Regions from separate parts of the Oryctolagus cuniculus genome. Here region 2 is linked to region 1. The links are chromatin contacts, called in public Hi-C maps. All regions are on one chromosome and are shown on one strand. Each heading gives the region's core, a stretch centred on a gene start, on an enhancer-like site or on the middle of the called end of the contact. The rest is flanking DNA. Distances are from core to core; before and after follow the strand shown.

Region 1 (4,883 bases), core at 2,243-4,742:
GCCATTTTTCTGTCGAGGGCCATTTTGGATATTTATAACATCATTCACGGGCCCTACAAAATTATCAGCTTAAAAATTAGCCTCCCATAGATGTATTGCATTTGGAGTCCTGCCTGCGGTTCCCTTGGCAGGGCTGGGTCAAATGGTTCTGTGGGCCTTAGAGAGCTTGCGGTCCAGACGTTCCCCAACTCTGCAAAATCAGGGTCTCCAGGGTGGGTACAAGCCTCATAGTTGAAGATCTCCGGGTGACGCCAGCACATGCACTCTACAGCACTGCTCTGCTGCAAAGCTGGGCACACGGTGGAGCTTAACAAAGAAGGCTGATGCTTGCAGATTCTGATGTGGTCCAGGGTGTGGCCTGAGAACGAGTCTTTTTTTTTTTTTTTTTTTTTTAGATTTATTTATTTATTTGAAAGTCAAAGTTACACACAGAGAGAAGGAGAGGTAGAGAGGTCTTTCATCTGCTGGTTCACTCCCCAGTTGGCTGCAATGGCTGGAGCTGTGCTGACCCAAAGCCAGGAGCCAGGAGTCTCCCCCGGGGAGCCCACACAGGTGCAGGGGCCCAGAAACTTGGGCCATCGTCTACTGCTTTCCCAGGCCACAGCAGAGAGCTGGATCGGAGTGGAGCAGCTGGGACTTGAACCGGTGCCCATAGGGGATGCTGGCACTGCGGGTGGCAGCTTTACCCACTATGCCACAGCGCTAGCCCCAACACTGAGGGTTTTTAAAAGCTCCCAGGCAGAAAGTCTGAGAACCTCTCTATGAAGTCTAAAGTACTCTTTAGTAAGGCACAGGGAGAAAGCAAATTGATTGGTGTTCCAGGACTTCATGTGATTAATTTCCTTTCAGATGGACCCCATCCCCTTTCCCTAGGAGATCTGCCAAATAAGAACATTTTTAAGCTCTTATTTTAAAGGCAAACGCCTGTTTAACATCTGCATTCAGGAAGCTCTGTTGTCCAGTAGCTCAGAAATAGCCCCAAGAGAAAGAGCATTCATCTCCTAATCCTCTCCCCTACGCCTTCAACATGACCTTGGGAAATCTTTTCATGTTTACGTTTCTGTATTTTCTCATTTGCAAAACTTGGCTAATCCTACAAAGTGACCACAGGACTGGTGTATGGTCAGATGCAGCTTCAAAGACACTCCTGCGGCAGGTCTCCCAAGTTGTTCTGATTTGCTGACTAAGTTGTGACATTTATGCAAAGGGCTTACTTTGGAAAACCAGACACATTTAAACTATGGACGTCTACCTCCCTCTTTCAATGGTACCAATTGCTTTCCGTTCTATTCACGCAAAGTTTAGGCTTAATGTACCACCAGAGATGCAGAGAAATCAGCATGAGGGCGGAAATGATATTTTAAAAGCTGTGGCAAGAAGAATGCCTTTCGGGACTAGCTGTCTTCTTGATTCTCCCGGGGAAAGTCCACTGAACTTGAGGCTGGAGGTCAAGGGCACGAAAGGGGCTCAGCAGGCAGGGCTGGAGGGGGTGTTAGAGTCTGCCCTCTGCAACAGGATGAGACAGGGCTGTCCTAGAACAGTGGTTCTTCAAACATGCTATGTTCTAGAACCACCGGAAGCCAGGAGAACCAGGAGGGGGCCTGGGCCTTGCCAAGTACCCCTGCTAATTCTAATATGGACCAGAGTTTGAGAGCCATGTTCCTGTCCTATAATATTCAGTTTTTCCTTTGTGGTTTTCAGTTTAATATCTCCCCAAATATTTTCCTAAAGCCATGCAAAATTTGAAAATCTTTTCTGGTGGGTAAAACCCTTGTTGTTTCTGTTCATTTTCAAGTCATTCTTAATATGGGTGCAGAAGTCCTTACGAAACCAGATGGCGCAACCCTCCCAGAGAGGCAGAGTGGCAACAGTAGAGAGGGTCAGCGTCCCCATGGTCCTGCTCATTCTCACCCAGCCTGGGAAGAGGGAGAGGGAGGGGGAAGAAGGCATTGGGCGCCTGGCTTATGCAGGTGGCCAGCACAGGGCAAGCCTGTCTGCGGCTGGCTCTCAAGAGGGCGGATATGTTGTCTGTTCCCACAGGGCCTCCCTGCAGGGTCTCTAAGGACACTGTTGTGACTTCTTGCCTTGGGCACAGCTGGCCAGGACCTGCTTTCCCATATGAGCACTGGTTTGAGTCCTGGCTGCTCCACTTCTGATCTAGCTCCCTGCTGATGGCCTGGGAAAGCAGTAGAAGATGGCCCAAGTGCTTGGGCCCCTGCACCGGCGTGGTAGACCAGGATGGAGTTCCAAGCTCCTGGCTTTGGCCTTGTTGGCAGCCTTGGCTCACTTGTGGCCATACTGGAGAGTGAACCAGTAGATGGAAGATCTTTTCCTCTCTCTTTTTCTCTCTCTCTGTAACTCTGCCTTTTGAATAATTTTTTTTTTTTTTGACAGGCAGAGTGGACAGTGAGAGAGAGAGAGACAGAGAGAAAGGTCTTCCTTTGCCGTTGGTTCACCCTCCAATGGCCGCCACGGCCGGCGCGCTGCGGCCGGCGCACCGCGCTGATCTGATGGCAGGAGCCAGGAGCCAGGTGCTTTTCCTGGTCTCCCATGGGGTGCAGGGCCCAAGCACCTGGGCCATCCTCCACTGCACTCCCTGGCCACAGCAGAGAGCTGGCCTGGAAGAGGGGCAACCGGGACAGAATCCGGTGCCCCGACCGGGACTAGAACCCGGTGTGCCGGCGCCGCTAGGCGGAGGATTAGCCTAGTGAGCCGCGGCGCCGGCCTTGAATAATTTTTTTTTAAAAGGCTGTCAGCCCACACTTCTTCTGGACTATTCCTTAGCAGCTTTGTGAAATGGGCAGATCTAGAATATAGTAGGGGCTCAGAACTAAACACCTACAGAACAAATGAATGAAGTGGCAGAAAGATAAACACCAGGTAGCACTGAAGAGCCAGAGGTGGCCAGGAAACAGCAAGGATACTGATGGGGAAACACAGGTGCAAATAAGGAAATAAATACGGAGTGAGTGACCCAAACGGCAGGAAAAGCCAGGAGCCCTGAGTGAGGGTGTGCGCAGTGGGGCCCACACGGTCCCCGAAACGGCCAGAGGGAACGTGACAAATGGCAGGAGAGCAGGGGAGACCCCTCAGGGGAGAGGAAGGCAGGAAAGCCGCCGAGAGAGCAGGCGGGAGAGGGACTGGGGGCAGCGAGGCCACCCCGCTCCCCGGCTAAGGACACACAGAGTGATTGCCCCTCGCAGGGACAGACTCAGGCCCGGGAGGCACAGTGGGCCGGGCAGTGGGGCCCCGCCACGGGTCACGGTGTTTCCTAGCACTGGGTGGTTTCCTAATCCTCCTTGTTCTGCACTGTCCTCCGCCCCACAGCCCCCACAGCCCCCACAGCCGGTGCCTCCCACGGTGCACATCCCCTCCCTCCCGCAGCCCCAGACAGCCTCCTTGGCGGCCCGCCCGCCCGCCACATCCTGCCCTTCCCCCGCGCAGCGCAACTGCACCTCCAGGCATTTCCCTTCCCGACTCCCAGCGTGACACGGGCCCCCGGCCGGGCCGCCTTCCTGTCCCCGCGGAGCCCGGCTCTCCAGGGCCGCTGCCTGGTCCGAGAGGAGCCAAAAGGACGTGGAAACCTGGCGGAAGACTTCGAGGAGGGGGCCCCGGCTGTGTGTGGTGCGGGTTGTGTGCAGGACACGCAAGGCAAGCTTCTCTCACAAAGGACGTCAGAGCTGAGTTTCCGAACATGAGCGGATGATCTCCCTGTCCTGGGTGTTTTCTTTTTTGGGGTAGGGGAGGGACATGCGGGCGAGGCCTTCCAGGGGCTGGCATGGCCTTTGCAAAGCCGCAGGGCTGTGAGGAGTGAGTTCAGGGTACACTGGAGAGCCCAGGCTGAGAAGCAGTGAGTGGGGACCAGGAGGTGGGGGAGGAAGTCAGACTAGGCCAGGCTAAGGGCCAGGTGCCTGGTGTTAGGCAGGGCCAAGGAGCCTTGCACAGGAGAATGACTACTTTGGAGAGGTAGTGTTAGTCTTTGCTGTTTACATAGAGCCAATGAAGTTTCAGAGGGGCATTCATAAGTGACCTGTTTCATGGTCATTACAATGCGTGGAACCAAAACTCAACTCCTTTGTTCTGCCCCTCTGGTCTGGAGGTGCTCCTTGCCAAATTTGCTGGGCCCCACTCACCACCCCCAAAAATCAAAAGGGCTCCACTCAGGCCAGAACAAGTATCCTGCTGGGTCCCTTACAGAGGGGATTTTAAAAAGCCGCTTTCCTCCATTGCTCAACTCAACGACTTCATTCACACCAGGTTCATCTCCAGAAAGCTCAGCGCCTGCTCCATGGGCATTTATGGACACTGATTTCCAGAAACATGTGTGCTGGTCATCAGCTGGCTGGGGGGAGGAGGCTTCTCAGGCCTCTGAGGGAGCACAGGACCCTGTCAGTGCTGAGTCACCCACTGGAATGGTGACTCCCTTAGTGTCAGGGCGCTCCTCCACTTAGGGCAACAAAATGGAATTTCTCCAACGGTTTTTCTGTTCCAGTCTCCCATATCCGGCTGAGATGACCACTAGGGAAATGGCCTCAGGGAGAAGAGAGACAGGGAAGAGCCCTGAAAACAGAAACCATGGGGCTACTCTTGGCAGTCCCTGGTGGGAGATACTCACCTGACGGGCTGTGTCTAGGATATGCCTTTGACTCCAACAGCCTGGAGCATTGCAGCGAACAGGGGACTGTGTGCTGTGAGCTGAGAGAGAGAGAGAGAGAGAGAGAGAGAGAGAGAGAGGGAGAGAGAGGCGTCTGAGGCCTCACTCTGCTGGAGTTTTACAAGAGAGCCACTTTGGGATAAGAGAGGATGTTTATGCTGCGTTCAGATTTGGCTTCATCTTGGCGGCATCCAGGCCACGGGTCGAGAGCTGTGTTTCAAGTTGACAG
Region 2 (4,521 bases), core at 1,411-3,910, 240 kb before region 1:
ATTATTTCTGTACAAACAATTGTTAAAAAACAGTCTTTACATCGACTGCAATTCAGTGCTCTCAGGATAAGCACAAAGCCAAAGTTTAAATTAAAAAATGTTAGAAATTATTTTTCTTGGAACCAGCCTGAATACTAAAATGGAGATTTTCTTTGCTCCCCAGCTTCGTCTCTCTTTTCATGCACCAAGTAAAACTTTAGTTTTTTTTTTTTTTTGTGGGGAAAAGGGGGCAAGGAGACTTGAGACAGCAGGGGAAGAGGGTTGGGGAGGGGCCCAGAGGGAATTCAGTTAAACTCCCTCCTTCATCCCTCAACCGGGACAGGGGACTGCCGACCCGCCTGGTCCCCTCCAAGAGGCAGTGCCAGACTGCTGGCGAAAAGCTGCGCTTGAGATTTGAGCTCTACTTGCCTCCCCACTCCCTACAGTTTGCATAAAACGTCTCCTAGCAATGCTTCACTCCTATATTTGATCAGAACCATAGAGAGAAAAAGAGTAAGGGGAACTCGACTTGTGACATTACGCATTTTTCTGGGAAAAAAAAAAACCACCGAGAGAAAACAAAAACAAAAACAAAAACAACAAAAAACAGGACCAAGTCAATGTTCGTTGAACATTTTTTTCTGCCCTGAAACTAAACCCAAGAAAAGCGAGTTGAAAACCCATGGAACGCGGGTTAAGTCGCCTTCCAAGAGTCCATGTACTCAGATTTTGAAAGGCTCACTGAATAACAATGGCACAAACTGCCGCGTCTTAAATTTAGAAGGGTCCACTGATAGAGAAGATGCCCTAAACAGTACAAAGAGAATTTTTCTGCAACTCCGTCAAACTTCTAAAAAAATCTACGCGGACGGAGGCCATAAAACGCTCGCCAGGAGCCCCGCGCAGTGCATCAGTGCGTCTTCGGCCCTGGCCTGCAGGACCGCTGGCATCACCCTTGCACCTGCAGGCCTGGGCTGGGTTCCCCGCTTCCCCGTCTGCGCGCCCACAGCCAACCACAGGCTGCGCTAGGGAACTGACACTCGTCCTCATCTTACACATGGAGTTGGAGCTGTGGAACTCGGTTCACCGGGGGTGACGGTGGGGTGGGTGGGCTGGCGGTGCAGAGGACTTTTTCCTCTAAGTACTTTCTAAGGAAAGTACTTAGACCAACCAAACCAGTAAAAAACGACTTTCTGCTTCCAACAACGGTTTTTCCTTTGGGTTCATGTTCTTTGATCTGATCTCTTAAAAACAAGAAGTGTGTGGGAGCGATCTATCTTAGTGTCAATTAGAACAGAGCCCCCTCCCCGCCCAGTTCCTGGGGACGTCAATCACGGGGGACGTAACGTTAGGAGCACAAACCCCCACGAGCATCTGCTGGGGACTCAGAGAAAGCCGGCGGCTCCGCGCAGCCGTCCGGTAAAGCGGGGTGGCCGCCCCGCCGGCACACCCCTCCGGAAAACTGAAGCGTCCCCTGTGCCCCTGCCCCAGGAGTCGGAAAGATTGATTGCTTCCTCCGCCGAGGCGGAGCCTCAGACCAGCTGTAAAGGGCAAACAGGGTGTCGCAAGCCCGCGAGCCGCTCTCCGCGTCCTCCGAGCGCTCCAGGGAGCCGGCGCGTCCTCGGCTCCGAGAGGGGCGGCTCGCGTTGATCCCGGGCCAGGGGCAAGCGGAGCGGAGGGTTCCTGCCCAAACTTTACCACCAACTCTTTCCGAGAGCAAAGCCGTGGGGCCGAGTCCCACAGCCGCAGGCAGAGTCCCAGTCTCGTGTAGCTCCGGGCACCGGAGCGCTCCCACTGCCGCGCCCGCGCTTGGGCTTTGCGCACGGAGATCTATGCCTTGGACCCTCGGCTGGCGGCCCCAGCGGCGCCGCTGTAACCCGGCTTTGCTCCCCGGCCCCGAGGCGACGGCGGCGGCGGCAGCGGGAGCCGGGCGCCGCGAGGGGGGCGGTGCGGGACGCGCGGAGGAGGAGGGCAGCGCGGCGAAGGGGAGGAGCCGCAGCGACAGACGGCAGCGCGCACCAACCCCGCGCCGGCTGGCAGGAGCCGCGCAGAGGCCGGCCCGAGCGCGTTGCAGGCGCTCGGCGTAGGGGGAGTCGGGTAGCAGCATCCTCCCGGGCGCCGCTTTTGCGCGGCGGCGGCGGCGGCGGCGGGGGCTTCCTCCACCTCTAGACCTCGTTGGCCAGAAGCGGCCGGTGCCGGGGGCGGGGCGGCCAGGGCAGCGCTGCCGCGCCGGCTCCTCCGCTAGAGCTGTGTGTGCAGGATTTCCCCCGGGCCAGTCGGAGGCTGCGGGGCGGCGGGGGTTGCCTGCGCTGCCCGCTCGGGCATCCTCCGGTGATGGAAGAAGCACACGCCGCCGCCGCCGCCGCCACCGCGGGGTCGCGCTGCGCCCCATCCGCTGCCGCCACACACACGGGAAGATTCGCCGCGCGGAGGCCGAGAGCGAGGGAGGCAGAGCCGCGGTGCCGGGAGCTGGGTCCCGTATAAACCGCCTCCTCCCCGACAGCCCTGAGGCTGCTTCGCCTCCCGGAGCGAGGAAGGAAGCTGCGGTCCCGAGAGAGCAGAGGAGACGTCGCCGGAGCCGGGACGCGCCGGGCTCGGCGGAGCGAGAAGCAGGGTTCTGGGCCCGGTGAAAGTTTCCCTTCCCGAGCCGCAGGGCGCCCGCTGCCCGGAAACTCTGTCCAGGGCTAGGGCTTCCGAGCCCCGCGGCCCCCTCGAAGGCTCAGAGACCCCTTGCCGAAGAGAGCGCCGGAGACACCGCGGAACGAGTGACAGCCCGTTCCCGATCCGGGGCCGCTCCGGGGCGCGCCCGCGGCTTCAGGTGAGCGGGGAGCCGGGCCCACCCTAGGAGGGGCGTTACTCAGGAGGAGGAGGCGGTGGGAGGGAGGTTGGGGCGCACCCACTCACTCCGCTTCCCCTCGCAGGTCCTTCCCGGAGCCGCTGCCATGGGAGAGCCAGCCTCGGGCGCCGGGGACCAGCCGCCGCTGCCGCCGCACCCGCCTCGGAGCCGCGGCCCCTGTCCCGGCGCCCGCAGCCGGCCCGCTGCGTCGTCCTCCCGGGCTGTAGGGCCGCCTCCGCCGCGCCGCCGGCCCGGGCTGTGCCTGTGATGAGCCGTAGCCCGCCGCGAGCTCTGCCTCCGGGCGCGCTCCCCCGGCTGCTCCCGGCTGCGCCCGCCGCCGCGCCGCGCGCCCTGCTCCCGCCGTGGCCCCGGCGCCCGGGACGCCGCTGGCCCGCGTCCCCGCTCGGAATGAAGGTGTTCCGCAGGAAGGCGCTGGTGCTGTGTGCGGGCTATGCGCTGCTGCTGGTGCTCACCATGCTCAACCTCCTGGACTACAAGTGGCACAAGGAGCCGCTGCAGCAGTGCAACCCGGACCGGCCGCTGGGGGCCGCGGCTGGGGCCTCCGGGGCCGGCTGGGGGCGCCCGGGGCCGCCTCCCGCCGCGCCACCCCGCGCTCACACCCGCTTGGACCCCCGCACCCCGCACCGCTCTCCCGCCGCCGCCGTCGGGGCTGCTCCCGCCGCGGGGGCAGGGGTGGCAGGGGTTGCGTCCCCTCCAGGCAATGGCACTCGGGGTGCCGGGGGCGGAGGGGCCAAGCGGCAGCTGGTGTACGTGTTTACCACGTGGCGTTCGGGCTCATCTTTCTTCGGCGAGCTCTTCAACCAGAACCCCGAGGTGTTCTTCCTCTACGAACCCGTGTGGCACGTGTGGCAAAAACTGTACCCGGGGGACGCCGTTTCCCTGCAGGGGGCAGCGCGGGACATGTTGAGCGCTCTCTACCGCTGCGACCTCTCGGTCTTCCAGCTGTATAGCCCCGCGGGCAGCGGGGGGCGCAACCTCACCACGCTGGGCATCTTCGGTGCAGCCACCAACAAGGTGGTGTGCTCGTCGCCCCTCTGCCCCGCCTACCGCAAGGAGATCGTGGGGCTGGTGGACGACCGCGTGTGCAAGAAGTGTCCGCCGCAGCGCCTGGCGCGCTTCGAGGAGGAGTGCCGCAAGTACCGCACGCTGGTCATCAAGGGCGTGCGCGTCTTCGACGTGGCCGTGTTGGCACCGCTGTTGCGAGACCCTGCCCTGGACCTCAAGGTCATCCACCTGGTGCGTGACCCCCGGGCAGTGGCCAGCTCACGCATCCGCTCACGCCACGGCCTCATCCGTGAGAGCCTGCAGGTGGTGCGCAGCCGGGACCCGCGAGCCCACCGTGTGCCCTTCCTGGAGGCTGCGGGCCATAAGCTGGGCGCCAAGAAGGAGGGCATGGGCGGCCCGGCTGACTACCACGCGCTGGGCGCCATGGAAGTCATCTGCAATAGCATGGCCAAGACGCTGCAGACCGCCCTGCAGCCCCCCGACTGGCTGCAGGGCCACTACTTGGTGGTGCGGTACGAGGACCTAGTGGGGGACCCGGTCAAGACCCTGCGGAGAGTGTACGACTTTGTGGGGCTGCTGGTGAGCCCCGAAATGGAGCAGTTCGCCCTGAACATGACCAGTGGCTCCGGCTCCTCCTCCAAGCCTTTCGTGGTGTCTGCCCGCAACGCCACGCAGGCCGC

The links. Hi-C and Micro-C count contacts between places; a contact is called where the count stands out from the background.
Region 2: a Hi-C map of an unstated tissue shows a contact between it and region 1, with 8 times the contacts expected there. The contact joins the promoter of CHST2 here to the enhancer-like site in region 1. A contact is called at or near these places in 2 of 6 Hi-C or Micro-C datasets (skin fibroblasts and an unstated tissue).

Annotation. Positions count from the first base shown.
Region 1 is chr4:138,486,785-138,491,667 of mOryCun1.1, reverse strand. The region is part of intron 14 of SLC9A9 (solute carrier family 9 member A9); the gene reads right to left. Among named protein-coding and RNA genes, the nearest start is that of CHST2, 240 kb to the left of the region's middle. Within about 2 kb of position 3,492, at least 4 of the 8 cell types and tissues checked have an H3K27ac peak or open chromatin away from gene starts, as enhancers often do.
Region 2 is chr4:138,722,468-138,726,988 of mOryCun1.1, reverse strand. CHST2 (carbohydrate sulfotransferase 2) reads left to right here and starts at 2,660. Exons shown (of 2, transcript XM_002716579.4): 1 at 2,660-2,797; 2 at 2,901-4,521. The coding sequence starts at 3,083.